Regions from separate parts of the Mus musculus genome. Here all the other regions are linked to region 5. Evidence: chromatin contacts called from public Hi-C, HiChIP or PLAC-seq, Micro-C and promoter capture Hi-C data. All regions are on one chromosome and are shown on one strand. The core of a region is the stretch at or near the end of the contact, and the rest is flanking DNA. Distances in the headings are between cores, read along the strand shown.

Region 1 (2,700 bases), core at 194-2,693, 660 kb after region 5:
AGAAAAGAAAAGAGTCTAATGCTGTCCATTTCCTGGACATAGTGTCATAAAGGATGACTTCATGGAAACTTCCTCCACTATGGTAGATGTGGTAGTGTCAGGGCCCCAACAGAGTTTTAGTATGTCTGTATGCCCTGTGCTCTATTTGCAGATGGGTACTTAGATAGCTCTGCTTATTCTCTGATGTTCACAGTAAAACTAAAATAGACTAACTCCCACTTTTACAAATAGACATATTCTCCCATCTAAGTATCTGTTTCAGCTTGAAACTCATGCTGTATCCATCCCTGGAAGGATAGCAGATAGTAGCCCATGCTGATAATCCAAGATATGATCTCCATTTCAACATCAACTAATTAACAACAACAACAACAAAATATCAATCTCAAGCTGTATTTCCCCCTTCTATATCTATCAGTTCACTTTCTGATTTTATAATTTAATACTTGATTCTGTGTCAGTACAAATAAAACCTGATTAACTTAGTTATTAATTTTGGACGAGATAAGTTTAGCCGCAAGCAACATGCTTATTCACTGGTGAAGATGATGTTTGCTGTGTCACAGAATGTTAGAGGTGCTGAAAGGTACAGAAAGGGAAAACTGCACTGTGGTCAATGAGTTTGGTACCAACATACTCCAGTCAGAATGCATCTGGATCCCAGGGAGCTACATTAGTAACTTAGGAAGGTGATATTAGTTTATATGTGATATCCTTGCTTTAGGGGTGGCTTTCAATTTCCATCCTTTATACACAGCCACTAAGGAAATTCAGAGTTCAGCACACAAATAGTAAGTCAAGCCTTTATATAGAACCATTTATGGGTAGTTGTGAACAATCATCTATTCATGCTAGGCATGAAGCTGATGACAGAGCAAAGTAAGAATAACACCAACAATCAAATAGGTGAAGCATGGAGTTTTGTGGCATTATTTAGAGAAATGGGGATTAGCAGTTGTTTTCAGGAACAAAAAACACCTAATGAGAGCTGCCTCAACACATTCAAACTCAGAATAGTTGACAGCTCACAAAAACTGGAAACCTGGTGTACACTGAGAAACCTGTATGTAGTTCAAGAGGTCGAAGAGCCAACTTTCCAGAGAGCACAGCTGCCAGGGGACAGCAATAGGAACACGTTAGGACAAAAGTCTTAGAAGTTAATGTCAGAAGTAAGAGTGGGGAAATAAGACCTACAGAGAACCATACTTTTCCTGGATTGACTAAAAAGTGAACAGGACCATTACAAGACAGAAGGTCCCCCGAGAAGGAGGTTGGAGAAATGTTCCCAAGACATATTTGCTGCATTGAAGGAAGCTTAGGCCTCTCCCAATGTGTTTCATTCATTGCTTGCTATTTCATTTTCTTACTTCCTCATTGCTAGAAGAGTCAGCCCCTCCCACTTAACTGTCTGCATCTAAAACTCACCACTTCTTCTTTCTCAACGTTTCTATTCTGAACAAAGTTCCTCATCTGACACTGCAGATTCTATCTCAATGTTCCAGGCACTCATGCTCCCTGGAGGAATGTCATTGGCCTCCATTTAAAATGGGAGGGTAACACTTAATACTGTTCAACCTCAAACAGGCCATAATCTCCTCACTCTATCCCTTGAAGTAGGATGATATTAGTGTCCTTTGTTTCAGGATGGCATGGGAATCTGACACTCTGGTGAATGGAGTACTTTTTAAATTCACTTTACATCCCAACTTGCTCTCCCCTCCCCTGAGCCCTCTCACACAGTCCTCCCCCTTATCTCCACTTCTCCATTGATAAGATGGCGGCCCCCTGACCCTGGCACATCAACTCAATGCAGTTCGGGAAGCGTAGTCCCCAGACATGCAAAAGGGTTAGAGATAATCTCTGTTCCAGTTGTTGGGAAGTGCACATGCCAAGTTGCACATCTGCTACATATGTGCAGGAGGCCTAAGTCTAGTCTGTGAGTGCTCTTTGGTTGATGGTTCCATCTCTGACAGTCCCCAAGAGTCCAAGTTAGTTGACACTGCTGGTCTGTCTGTGGACTTTCTATCTCTATCAAGGCCCTCAATTTTTCTCCCAACTCTTCCACAATAGTCCTGAAGCTCCATCCAATGTTTAGCTGTGAGTCTCTGCATCAGTTTTTGTCAGCTGCTAGATGGAGCCTCTTGAAGTACAGTTATGTTAGACTCCTGTCTGCAGGTATAATGAAGCATCATTAGTAGTGTCAGGGATTGGGCTGGAGAGATGACTGAGCAGTTAAGAGCACTGACTGCTCTTCCAAATATCCTGAGTTCAAATCCCAGCAACCACATGATGGCTCACAACCAACCATAATGAGATCTGGCACCCTCTTTTGGTGTGTATTAAGACAGATACAGTGTAATTAGATTCAATAAATAAATCTTTGGGCTGGAGCGAGCAGGGCTGGAGTGAGCAGAGCCAGAGTTCAATTCCCATCAACCACATGATGGTTCACAACCATCTGTACATCTACAGTGTGCTCATATGCAATCAATAAATCAATAAATAAATCTTTTAAAAATAGTGTCAGGAATTGGTGTTTGCCCATAAGATGGGTCTCAAGTTGGGCTGGTTATTGGATGGCCATTCCCTCAGTTTCTGGTCCATTGCCCATGCATGTATTTCTTGTGGACAAAGTAAATTTTGTGTGCAAAGTTTTGAGGGTGTGTTGATGTCCCTATCACTCCAATGGGGTTTCTTTCC
Region 2 (2,700 bases), core at 97-2,596, 560 kb after region 5:
TAACAAGGGAAATGGAAAAAAATGGTAGACTTCTATGAAATCAGCAGCAACTATCATACAATGGGACAAACTCAGAAGGTGTCTAATAAACAGCGGTCCAAAGCAGGACACAGGGTATCTCAAGAACATTACTGACAGTGGATTTAGGACTGATAGCCACAGTCCCATGTGGTAGGAAGAGTTGGTTCAGGATGTGAAGCAACCCCTCCCAGAGCCCCAGACCACTAACAGTTCTCACAAGCATATCCCTTGCTTTAGAGGAGCTCTATTTTATTCTCAATTCATCAGGTCCTTAGGAAAAACTCTCCAGGTCCAGGCCTCAGTCTGCTACTGGCTCTGAAAAGCATGTTCCTGGGTTTCCTTCTCCATATCTGAGGGCCTCATGGAAAGCCTTGCTTGATTAAGCTAGCCCTTGACACAACAATGTTTTTTGTTTTCAAATGGTTGTCACCTGGTGTAGTCTTGCCTGTGTGGCAGAACTATGGTTTTCTCAAGAAGAAAACTGGGTCTTTATGGCACACCAGGCTTTAATGTTGGTTGTGACCATGTAATGCCTCCTTGAGCAGTTTGCTAAAGGCCTGCTCTTTTATATGAGGATGGGCTTAGTGGCTAGTTGTAAATAAGAGGTGTCTTCTTTGCTATGGTCTAGAGCCAAATTTCTGGATAATCTTCGTGAATAAACATGTGTATCCTAGTATCCTAATCTCTAACAGGTCTGGTTAGCACACTACTTATCTGTGGAGTGTTTATAGCAGTTCTCCCTGAAGTAAATTCTACTATCTCCTAAGCATTGGTAGATCCTTTACATCATCAATTCTACTCTTCTACATCTCAGCTTAATATTGGATTGCTACCCAATGCATGAGATGCCTTTTACAACCTCCACAAACTTAAGTCCAAATGGATCTTACATCTAAATATTAAATGTAGAAGACAAAAGGGAAACTAGGGCTCTCCGAGTTTGGCATCCTGCCAAGGATGTTTCTACACACAAGTCCCAACTCTAAAAGTTTTGCCCAGTCACAGCTCCCATAGTGAAGTTATTCAGTGGCTACCGCCGGATCCAGGGAATGACTATGACCACAAGGGACCTGACAGGTAGCCGCATCTGGCTGACACTTCCCACCTAGCCCCAGGGAAGACCCACCACAACAGCTCCCGAGGCTCAGCAGCCTGCTCTTCCCCATTGTGGGCAGTGACCCTGTGCTCACCATGTCGCGACTTCAGAGCGTCCCTCACAGTACCCAGTAGCAGAGTTCAGAGTACATCACACAGAAACCTTCAAGACTGCTCAGTCTCAGAGCGGAACTTGCTGCTCGACACCCGGATGAATCCTCCTCCTTTTCTGACTGGCAGGTCCATCTGAAGCCTCTGATTGGCCAGTGAGTCTTGTGTGACTTGAGCACCTCCCTTAGGGTAAGAGCGTGCTGACGTACACAACTTAGAAGTTCCCGGTTCAGGCTTCCAGTCCAGGGCAAAAGGTTTTCCAGATGTGCAGAGATGTACATTTCAGTAGCACTTGTGCCTGTCCTCCAATATCCTACCTGTCTGTCTTCCCACCCAGCCCCGCGGGAGGAACCACCACTCCAGTTTCCGCTGCTCAGCCACCTGCTCCTCCCTTTGTGGCAATAGATCCTGCACTCACTACCTTGCCACTTCAGCCCTTGCTTGAACTCCCCTCAGTACTCCGGAGGCACTTCCTTCTTCCTCCTGGAATAGCCTTTACATAGCCCATTACTCAACTTGCAGTAGAGTTTTCAATCTGGTCCTCAAGTGGAAGGATGCCCAGGGTATTAACAATTAAAGAGAGATTTTAGGAAATAAGATAATAAGATGTTTAGGTAAACTGCAGCAGCTATTTTTCACCTGGTAAGTATGAGACAACGCTGGGGGACAAAAGCAAGAAATAGATGACAAACACTATGGAGCACTATTGTTAGCCAGCACATCTTCCTCCTTGGGAAGGTGGAAAAAAACTGACTGATAGTTACCTGACCCTCGGGAAAGTCCCAGGTAGAGTTCAAATACCTGTCATGCTTGCTAGCCAATAGGTTTAAAGGTCAATATGCTTAGCCAATAAGGTTGAGGTATAATCTTGCTGGTGTAACCTGTGCTCCTAAAAAGTATAAAAACTGTAATGGCCATTTGGGGTCGCCTTCTTATTAACTCGTCTCAATGCTCTGGAAAATAAACCTCTTGCTTTTGCATGGGGTGGTTTGGGTGGGAAAGAAGTCCTCTTTGAAGATGAGCTCCACTTGTATAAGGTTGATAATAAAAACAAAATAAAAAAGCTCAACAAGAAGAAGAGAAAAACCCAGCATGTTGTTTTCTGACATTTCCTGTACTTCAATTCTCCTAGAAAGAGTGGGGCCAAAAACTTTCTGAATCACGTTGGGCTGTACTTAAGGACAATAACGCATTCACACACTTTTCTCCCATTTAATTTATCCTAGACATTGTATTCCAGCAAACCTTCAGAGGGCAGTGGGGAAATTCCTTTCACCCCTATCATATTCTACCCTGCCCTGCTGCACATCAGCTCAGTGGCTTACCAATGGCAAAGTTTTAGTGCAGTTTAAAAAAAAAAAAAAGTTCAGGGGTACAGTGTTTCTGAACAAAAAGAACTGCACTAAGTCCATTATAAGACACAAAATAGCTTTGAGAATAGGTTTGATAATTTTTTATAAAGAAAAAAATTTA
Region 3 (2,700 bases), core at 149-2,648, 680 kb after region 5:
GTAGGATCTTCACTCTAGGTCACAGTTCAGCTCTGGAACCTGAATTGTGGCCCTGACTGATAAGTACTGGGACATATGCAGTTCTGCACAGACAGTCAGACAGAGGGACAGACAGACAGACAGAGGGACAGATGGACACACACACACACACACACACACACACACACACACACACACACACACACCTGCTAGCCAAGATGCCTGACGACCTGATTTTATTAGTGTGTGTGTGTCTCCATGGCCAAGCTAGCACCCCCCCCCCCAGAATTGTGTTTCAGAGATCCTTATTTATTTCTTGTGCCTGTGCTTGTATATGACCTAGGCTACACTTCCTGAAAACCAAACCAAACCAAACCAAACCAAACCAAACCAAACCAAACCAAACCAAACCAAACAAGTATGGCTGCCTGCCTGCCTATGAAGAGAAATGATATCACGAATCAACTAAAACTATCTCCTAAGTCTTCCTGTTTCTCTTTCTTTTCTATCTTCTTTCTTTTTTCTTTTCTTTTCTTCTCTCTCTCTCTTTTCTTTTCTTTTTAAATTTTATTTTTATTTTTTTCATACAGGGTTTCTTAGTGTAAGCAGTCCTGGCTGTCTTGGATCCCACTTTGTAGACCAGACTGTAACCTGTAAGAGCCTGCTTCTGCTTTTCAAATGCTGGCATGAAAGTTGTACACCACTATGACCAGCTAAGATTCTTATCTTTTTTTTCTTTCCCCTTTCTTTCTATGATTCTAGCTTTTACCAGGCAGTGGTGGTAGCAGAGGGAGGTGGTGGATCACTGTAATTTTGCAGCTAGCTTAGTCTACAGACTGAGTTACATCAAAGGAGTTCCAGGATGACTGATTATATTTATCTTTTATTATGCATTTTAATTAAAATTAACCAAAAGAATTTAGAATGACTGATTCAGGGTCTGGCATTTTAACGTATTATACAAAAGCAGGAGAAAAAACCATGAGGCTGTCTGTGGATGGTCTAGGGTTCTGGCTGTTTTTGGGAGCTTCCTTGTCATGAGCTTTGCACATGCAAACTGGGCCACCTAGAGGCTGGTAAAGGCAGCCTGGAAACAAAAGCAACCTGGAACAGTAGGTCACATGATGGCCAGCCACCTCCATCTTGATGAGGTCTGTCAGTGGACAAGATGGCTGCCATCCACATGTGGTCTTCCATCTTGGTGAGGTCAATGTGCAACTGAGTGACAGAACAAGGAAGTAGAAACAGACACACAGGCACAACACGTTCATTCTGTTTTTGGATAAAAGACACACAATTTTTATTATTTACAGTAAGCCTTAAACAGCACTACAAGAGCCGGCCAGATATTTACCCTCTATGTGATAAGAATTTTCTTTTTTCTTCTTTTAATTCTCAGGACCTGCATGGTGGGTTCTCCTAGGTTCTGGTGCCCTCTTCTGGCATGCAGGCATATAGGCAGCAGATAGAGCACACAAATACATACATTGAAAACTAATAATAATAATAACCAATAAATGAAAAGAAAAAAGATTGTAGCTTCTGCCCAGCTGCATGGGTAGCAGAGGCAGGCAGGCAGAGAGGACCTCTGTAAGTTTGAGGCTACCCAAGCCTACAGAGCAAATTCCAGGCAGGGCTGCTGAGGTACACCAAGAGAAACCCTACTTTGAAGCAAAATAAGACAAAGCAGAAAAGGTTCTGGCTTTTATTTTACAGACATATTTTTCTTCTAGTACTATTGACTATCAAACTTTGATCATGAAGGCACGTTGGATTTTATGACAGAATTTGTATGTGTGTGTGTTATATTTCAGCTGTGATTGCTGTCACTTGTCATCTAGTGGGCTTGTGTTTGGTTTCTTTCTTTCCATGTCATCTATCAAGTCGGGGCCATAGCACCCTTTCAGCCTCAGAAATCCAGAGCTCACTGACTCCTGGAGAAAGGGTGCTAGGGGAGAAGGAAAAAAGAAATCTCTGGGGCAGGGGCAAGACTTGAGCCTTCTGGTCGACCTGATCAAGCTGCCACCAACCCTACCATTTTTCCTAATAGGGCGTACAGCAACAACCCCTGCCCTGTAGATCTCCCGGTACAACCTCCTTGGTAGAGACTCTCTATCTCCGAGATGCACCCGCCTGCTTGCCCGACCCTGGCCGCCTCATCGCAGGCACTTCCCTGTCCTGTGTCACCAACCGGAGAAGGCAGGAGCGTTGCGGAAACTTGTCAACACTAGGTGTCGCCCGTCAACAACGGTCTGGATCAACTAAACAAACCAATACAGATCGCTCACGCGCCGCCACATTCACTCACTTATTCCGTCTCTCCCGACGGTCCTCCCTAGCTTGGGGGGGTGGGGGGGGGGCGGGGAAGGGGAAGGGGTGGGGGACGACACTCACGCACGCATGATGGAGCAGCGTACCCACTCACCACTTCTCCCGAGTGGCACAAACGGTCCCCATCGTCCCACCCGAACATAGCGAACGCGGGCTGGACTCAGACACCCAAAAACGAATGTATGACAGGGAGCTGTGAAAACAGGCGAAATCACTCTCTAAGTCAAAGTACGTGGCTAGCGAATCGGTCAGCGGGGCAAGGGAACAGGCACAATTAGGGGAAGGGGCTACAGTAAGGGGAAGGGAGCATCTAAGCACGGTGGAAGAGGAGGGTGGCTCGCGATCTCAGTTCCACTCCATTTAGGTCTCATTTTAAAAACACTACCGCTT
Region 4 (2,700 bases), core at 17-2,516, 650 kb after region 5:
TGAGGGCGGAGCCGGCGTCCGGTGTGGTCGGAGCTGGAAGGGGGAGGAGGGTGAGGTGGCTCTGTTGGACGCGGCCCCGCCCACCGTGACTTCCGACCCCGCCCACCTAGCGTCACTAACCCAGAAGGGCCTGAGTTCCCGGAAGCAGTAGCGTGGAGAAGAGCAGGGCGAGCTGAGCCAGGGGGGTGATGTTCATGGCATGTGATGACGTCATCTGTCAGTCAGATGAGTGGGCAGAGCCGAGGTGTTATCCTGTCTGGCGCACTAGGGTGGGCGGGGCATTCTCTGGCCCCGTCCCACCCACTCACTACAGCATGATTTGTGGTGGGTACAGAGGCTGGGCTCTGCCATCTGAGCCATGCCCCTGTCTCAGCTCCTCTCTTGGTGACGTTATCCTATTGATTCCCCGTGAATCTTTGCTTATATGTGGACCCGCTTTGTCCGCGCGGTGGGGAGGCGGTCGAGGGGATCGGGGGTCGCCCTGCCTGCCTGTGGCCTGACTGTGTGTAGGTCAGACCCTTTCCCCCTCACGCTCCACCGCCGCCTGGACCCGCCTTTCCCCAACCCCGCCGTGCTCCAAGCTCAGCTGCAGCCACTTCCTTTTCTCCAGTCCCCACTTCCTGTCGGGCCAAGGACGCTCGCTCGCGGGGAGTGGGGAGGGCGGGGGCGGCGTCCGCGGGGTCTCCGCAGTCGGGCTTAGGGGCGATCCGCAACTCCCCGCTTCCCCCACCCCCCACCCCCGCCCCGGGCTTTGGAGGAAACGCACTTGAAGCCATCCCCCTGCCTCAACTCCACCATCTCCAGACCCCTGACTCCTGGAGGTGAACCACATCTCCTGACCCCAGTACTACACAGAGGTCAGAGGTTGCGGGGGATTGGCAGGCGGAGGCCACGCCCCCCAACTCCGGCTTCTAAGCCCCCCTTGGCCTCTGTTACCTCTGACCCCACCCCAAACCATCCCCAGGGCTCAGACCCACGGGTGGTGGGGACCTTGTACCCGAGACCCAGGGCACACACAGTAGGTCTGCATGTCCCACTGCCCCCCCCTTCCGGTCTCTCCGTCCCCTAGCCCCATCGTTTTCTAAACCCCAGGGTGTGCTGGGCACACAGTAGGGCCAGGTGGGAGGGGCTTCTGGGTGACGTCATGTCAGGCAGGGTGAGGTGGAAAGGGGTGGAGGGGCTCTGACCTGAGACAGGGGGCTTCCTGCGATGGATGGTGAGGCCTGGGCGCAGCGTCTGTGTCCGTCCGTCTGTCCGTCTGTCTCCCGCTTCCTCTTCCTCATCTGCAGGTTGGGAAACCTAGAGGGGAAGGAACAAGGCAGGCAGGGGTGGGTGGCTGGGTGGGGCCCGGTGACGTCACCGGGGGCGGGGTCCGAGTGTCCCGTGCAGGCAGCATGATGTCAAATGCGCACAGTAAGTATACGCGCCAGGCGGTTGGCCCGCTGTGTGACGCCATGCAACCTCGTGCAGTGGGGCAGCACACCGGGACGTGAGCCTACTGTGTGGCTGTTCGGGCGCGTCACACTGCCACGCACACAGCCTGGCTACACACGGTGTGACGTCAGTCACTGCATCTGACCCCTTGTGGACACAGTGTGACCACTCAGCACAGTGTGACATCACCGACAGTCTTACCCTGATGCACACAGTGTGACCACACATGTGAGCACGCGCTTACACAGTGGGAAGACTCTGACATGCAAAGTCTTGATCCTGTTGATCATATTGATAAGGGTTAGGTTCAACAGGTGATCCTTAGGTTCACATCTCCTTGCGTCATCGTTAATTTCCAAATTGGGGAAAACCAAATCTGGATGAAACGGACAATTTTCTACACAGCACAGGCACCACAGTTAAAATCACGGAAGCCACCTAACGGTCCCAGGACCCAGAACCCAGAGACAGCTGTGAAGTCTCCCACCCAAGACAGCCCAGGGTCAGGCGGGCCTGGTGGATGCTTCCACCCAGCTCATTCTGTGAAGCCACACACACACACACACTGCGCGGAGATGGACGTTTCTGTAAAATCAGGAACTCGTCACAATTTCTGTCCACAGAGGACTCATGAGAGATTTTCTGTCGTGTTTAATGTTCCAAACAGATTTTAAAAACTGGTAGAGTGTGTATTAATGTCTGCTTCCGAAGATGTCATGTACATTTAAGAGGCATTTAAACTATTATGAATTATTTTAATGACTTTAAAAATATCAATACTGAGTTGTATGTTTTAAGATAAATTTTATTAGTTTTAAAAACCTACATGGTATTGTGGGGAATTGCAGGCTGGTCTCCAGTCGATCTGAGGTCTGAACCCCGATAGTCATAATTCACCCTCATGACACGGTAGGCATTCCCTCATGCTCCTTACCACCTCCCACAGCCCCAAGAGAAGCATGGTCAATCTGACCTTCAGGCTAAACTCCTCCCCAGTTACCTAGCAACAGGGAAGACCATAAAAAGGGGTGCTTAGCCCCCACCTCGCTCTCTTACTCCTTTGTCCTCTCACCTCTCACTTCTCTCACTTCTCTCCTCTTCCCTTTCTCTTTGTCTTCTTCTTTCCTCTCCTCTCTCCTTCTTTCTCTTTCTCTCTAGCCTTTCCTCCCTCCCCCCTCTCCTCTCTCTTCTACCTTCTCTCTTTCCCCTGAATTTCTATAATAAAGCTCTTAAACCATAGAGTCTCTGCTCTGCTCCATCAAGGCC
Region 5 (2,700 bases), core at 200-2,699:
ACCACCACTCTGAACTAAAAAGCACTACTACCTTATTCTTTACCTAGCTATGGAAGCACACTGCCTGATTGTGAACATTTTGGGGTCAGTTTTTATCTTCTATCTGCAAGTGAATTTCAAGGCAGACCGCTAAAAAGTTCAACCTGCGGTAGGATCCTGGTTACAGTCACTTGCTGAACCGCTTCTCTGGAACGTGATTTTACACATCAACTTCAAAGACTTGTAGCAGTTCCCACTACATAGTAGAAGTAACTAAGAATTCCCTGACAGGATGCAAAAACTCACAGAGAACAAAGAGTTGCTAGAGACCAACGTTCAGAAGCCCGATTTGCTAAAAGTACAGCGGCAAAGAATACAAGAACACATTTCTTTGCTCTCTGGTTGAAAAAAAAAGACGAAAGGCCTCTAACGAAATTCAAGACCGCCTTACTTTTCCCTCTCGCTCTGTAAGGTGAAACTTTGAAGGGGACACCCTAGAGAAGAGCTTACTAATGTTGAGAGATGATCAGGAGTATTAAAGATCTTTTCTAAAGCATAAGCTGAGGCTGCGCAGGTGTAACAGGCAACACTGGCTGGCTGGCCGGATACTGGCCGCAGACACCGAATCAGGGTGGGAGGGTTAAGAGAAGGAAAGAGAACTAAGCCTGGAACAAAGGAAGTGGAGTTACTCTCAGGGCGGGGGGATTCCACGAGCTGGTGTGGAGAAGCCTGGCTGGGGGGTGGGGGTGGGGTCGTGGAGGAGGGACAGACTCACGGAACTTGGAGGTGGAGGTGTTGATGTTGATAGTGGAGCTGGAGGTGGGGGCAGGGGCCGTCTTGGCCACCGCGGCGGCTGCGTCGCAGCTCTTCAACATCATGATCACCCCGTTTGGTTCCGGCAAGGGCGGAGGCCCCATCGGGAGCCCTTCCTTAGGACCCTTCCTCTCCATGGAGCCCGCGTGCACAGCCAGCAGCTGTCCCCCCGGGAGTTCTCGGCCTGGATCCGGGATGGACGACGAGGGCCGCGGCGGCGGCGGCGGGGGCAGCGGCGGGGCCGGCGGAGGCTGGCGGAAACTGTCCGCGGCGGCCTCCCAGTTGTTGTGATTCTGGTCGTCCATCATTGCCTCGTAGGTGAGCATTTCCTCCTCCTCCATGCTCTCCTCCATCCCGCCGGGCCGCGGCTTCCCAGGCACCTGCCCGCCCACCTCAGCCCCCGGGCCTGGGAGCGCAGAAGCCGCCTCGAGTTCACATCGCCCGGAGCCCTCGCGGGTGCGGCGGAAAATCCAGTGGCGCACCGAGCGCTTTCGCCCTCCGTCAAGACGACTCCGCCGGAGGAACCGCTGACTGAGGTGGGCACTCCCGGGGTCTGGTTCTGAGAGGCAGCCGCAAAGGGCTGACGTCCCTCACGACATTTTACAGCAGTTTCTTCTGGCCTTTGGAAAGGGCTCTGGGGGAGCGGCCAGGAAGGCACGTGATGCGAGGGACGGCCTGGAGAAAGCTGGGCGAAAAGGGGGCGGGAGCTATGAGTCACCTCAAGGCGAATGCACCCAGCGGCGCGATTCCCTCTCCCTCCCCTCCCCACTCCCCCCTCCCCATCAGTTTAGACCAGGTGTCCAGACCCGGATTCGCTGGCCCCGCCCCCGGCCGACATTACGTGATAAAGGACTTTGGTCTGCGCACGCGCATTCTCTAACTTGTTGCCACAACTAGTCTGGGTGTGCCCGAGAGTGGACCCAAAAACGGCGCACCAACGCTCTTATGTTTAACAGCCCCCTTCCCTTTTCTTTTTTAGTCTTTTCGTCTTTTCTTTTTTCTTTTTGTACTCCAAACTGGGCTCCAACTAACTCCAAGCAGTCCTCTTTCCTCAGCCTTCTGAGTGTCCCTTCATACCCCATGCTGGCTAACCTTTCCATAGTGAGGGTCCCCCACCGACACAGGCTTTTTGCCACCCAGACCTTGACCTCGCAGCCTGAGCCTTTGCTTGGGGAATGAAAGGACAGTGTGGCAGTAGGCCCTGGGTACAGACTCCAAAGGGTAGACTGTTGGTGTGTGCCGTTTTTTAGCCCTAGGTATCCCAAACTAAGAAGGACAGAATATTGATTCAGAAATTGCACAATATACATTCCTTCCCAGAGTATGTGAAACATTTACAAAAGATAAACATACTGTGTCTCTAAGCAAGTGTCTCTGCATGTCTGAGGACTGACATAACCACATTCTCTGACCACTGTGCAGTTAGAAACTATTAGGGTTCTCTAGAGTCACAGAACTTATGGAATGTCTCTATGTATTAAGAGAAATTATTGGGATGAATGACAGTCTGCAGTCCAGCTAACTTAGCAATGGCCAGCTGTGATGGGGAGCTCTAAGAATCTAAGTAGTTGCTCAATCCCACCAGGCTAAGTCAGCTGGTCTTCTGTATAAACTAGAATCCTGAAGAAATAGGTTCCAACAGATGTGTTGGCAAGTGCAAGCAGGCAAAGAATGAATGCTTTTTCCATTGTCCTTATGTAGACCTCCAGCAGAAGGTGCGGCCCAGATTAAAGATGTGTACCACCATGCCTGGACCTAAGCTTTTGTTTAATGGAACTTGCTCTGTCTCAGGCTGGGCTTGAACTCAGAGATATGCTTGCCTCTGTCTCCTGGGATTAAATGTGTATACCATCTTGTCTGGGCCTAAGCTTTTCCTGGGCACTGTGCCTCAAGTTCTAGATCAAAAGT

Evidence for each region. Promoter capture Hi-C pulls out the DNA fragments that hold promoters and counts their contacts. Hi-C and Micro-C count contacts between places; a contact is called where the count stands out from the background. HiChIP or PLAC-seq counts read pairs in DNA pulled down with a chosen protein or histone mark.
Region 1: a contact with region 5 is called in an H3K4me3 HiChIP or PLAC-seq map of bone marrow-derived macrophages, with 4 times the contacts expected there. The contact joins the enhancer-like site here to the promoter of Cacul1 in region 5. A contact is called at or near these places in 5 of 39 promoter capture datasets (embryonic stem cells, liver, pre-B cells and 1 more), 2 of 484 Hi-C or Micro-C datasets (CD4 T cells and erythroblasts) and 2 of 115 datasets of contacts at active chromatin or transcription factors (bone marrow-derived macrophages and large pre-B cells).
Region 2: a promoter capture Hi-C map of neutrophils shows a contact between it and region 5, with 2.7 times the contacts expected there. The contact joins the promoter of Zfp950 here to the promoter of Cacul1 in region 5. A contact is called at or near these places in 2 of 39 promoter capture datasets (embryonic stem cells and neutrophils), 1 of 484 Hi-C or Micro-C datasets (CD4 T cells), 3 of 115 datasets of contacts at active chromatin or transcription factors (embryonic stem cells, epiblast stem cells and large pre-B cells) and 1 of 9 other capture datasets (adipose tissue).
Region 3: a Micro-C map of trophoblast stem cells shows a contact between it and region 5, with 5 times the contacts expected there. The contact joins the enhancer-like site here to the promoter of Cacul1 in region 5. A contact is called at or near these places in 5 of 484 Hi-C or Micro-C datasets (embryonic stem cells, palatal mesenchyme and trophoblast stem cells) and 2 of 115 datasets of contacts at active chromatin or transcription factors (embryonic stem cells and large pre-B cells).
Region 4: a contact with region 5 is called in a Hi-C map of natural killer cells, with 31 times the contacts expected there. The contact joins the promoter of Csf2ra here to the promoter of Cacul1 in region 5. A contact is called at or near these places in 5 of 39 promoter capture datasets (embryonic stem cells, liver, pre-B cells and 1 more), 13 of 484 Hi-C or Micro-C datasets (CD4 T cells, Sertoli cells, Th1 cells and 8 more), 9 of 115 datasets of contacts at active chromatin or transcription factors (bone marrow-derived macrophages, cardiomyocytes, embryonic stem cells and 4 more) and 1 of 9 other capture datasets (pancreatic islet).

What each region holds. Positions count from the first base shown.
Region 1 is chr19:61,243,483-61,246,182 of GRCm38.p6, forward strand. No RefSeq gene overlaps it. Among named protein-coding and RNA genes, the nearest start is that of Csf2ra, 16 kb to the left of the region's middle. Within about 2 kb of position 1,444, at least 87 of the 459 cell types and tissues checked have an H3K27ac peak or open chromatin away from gene starts, as enhancers often do. A contact at or near this core is called in bone marrow-derived macrophages, erythroblasts and pre-B cells, where this site is marked.
Region 2 is chr19:61,139,494-61,142,193 of GRCm38.p6, forward strand. Zfp950 (zinc finger protein 950) reads right to left here and starts at 1,347. Exons shown (of 3, transcript NM_001001737.2): 1 at 1,212-1,347. The coding sequence starts at 1,214.
Region 3 is chr19:61,264,408-61,267,107 of GRCm38.p6, forward strand. No RefSeq gene overlaps it. Among named protein-coding and RNA genes, the nearest start is that of Csf2ra, 37 kb to the left of the region's middle. Within about 2 kb of position 1,399, at least 152 of the 459 cell types and tissues checked have an H3K27ac peak or open chromatin away from gene starts, as enhancers often do. A contact at or near this core is called in trophoblast stem cells, where this site is marked.
Region 4 is chr19:61,227,152-61,229,851 of GRCm38.p6, forward strand. It overlaps Csf2ra (colony stimulating factor 2 receptor, alpha, low-affinity (granulocyte-macrophage)), which reads right to left and starts at 1,267. Exons shown (of 12, transcript NM_009970.2): 1 at 1,188-1,267; 2 at 121-214; 3 at 1-33. The coding sequence starts at 214.
Region 5 is chr19:60,579,574-60,582,273 of GRCm38.p6, forward strand. It overlaps Cacul1 (CDK2 associated, cullin domain 1), which reads right to left and starts at 1,450. Exons shown (of 9, transcript NM_030197.2): 1 at 755-1,450. The coding sequence starts at 1,145.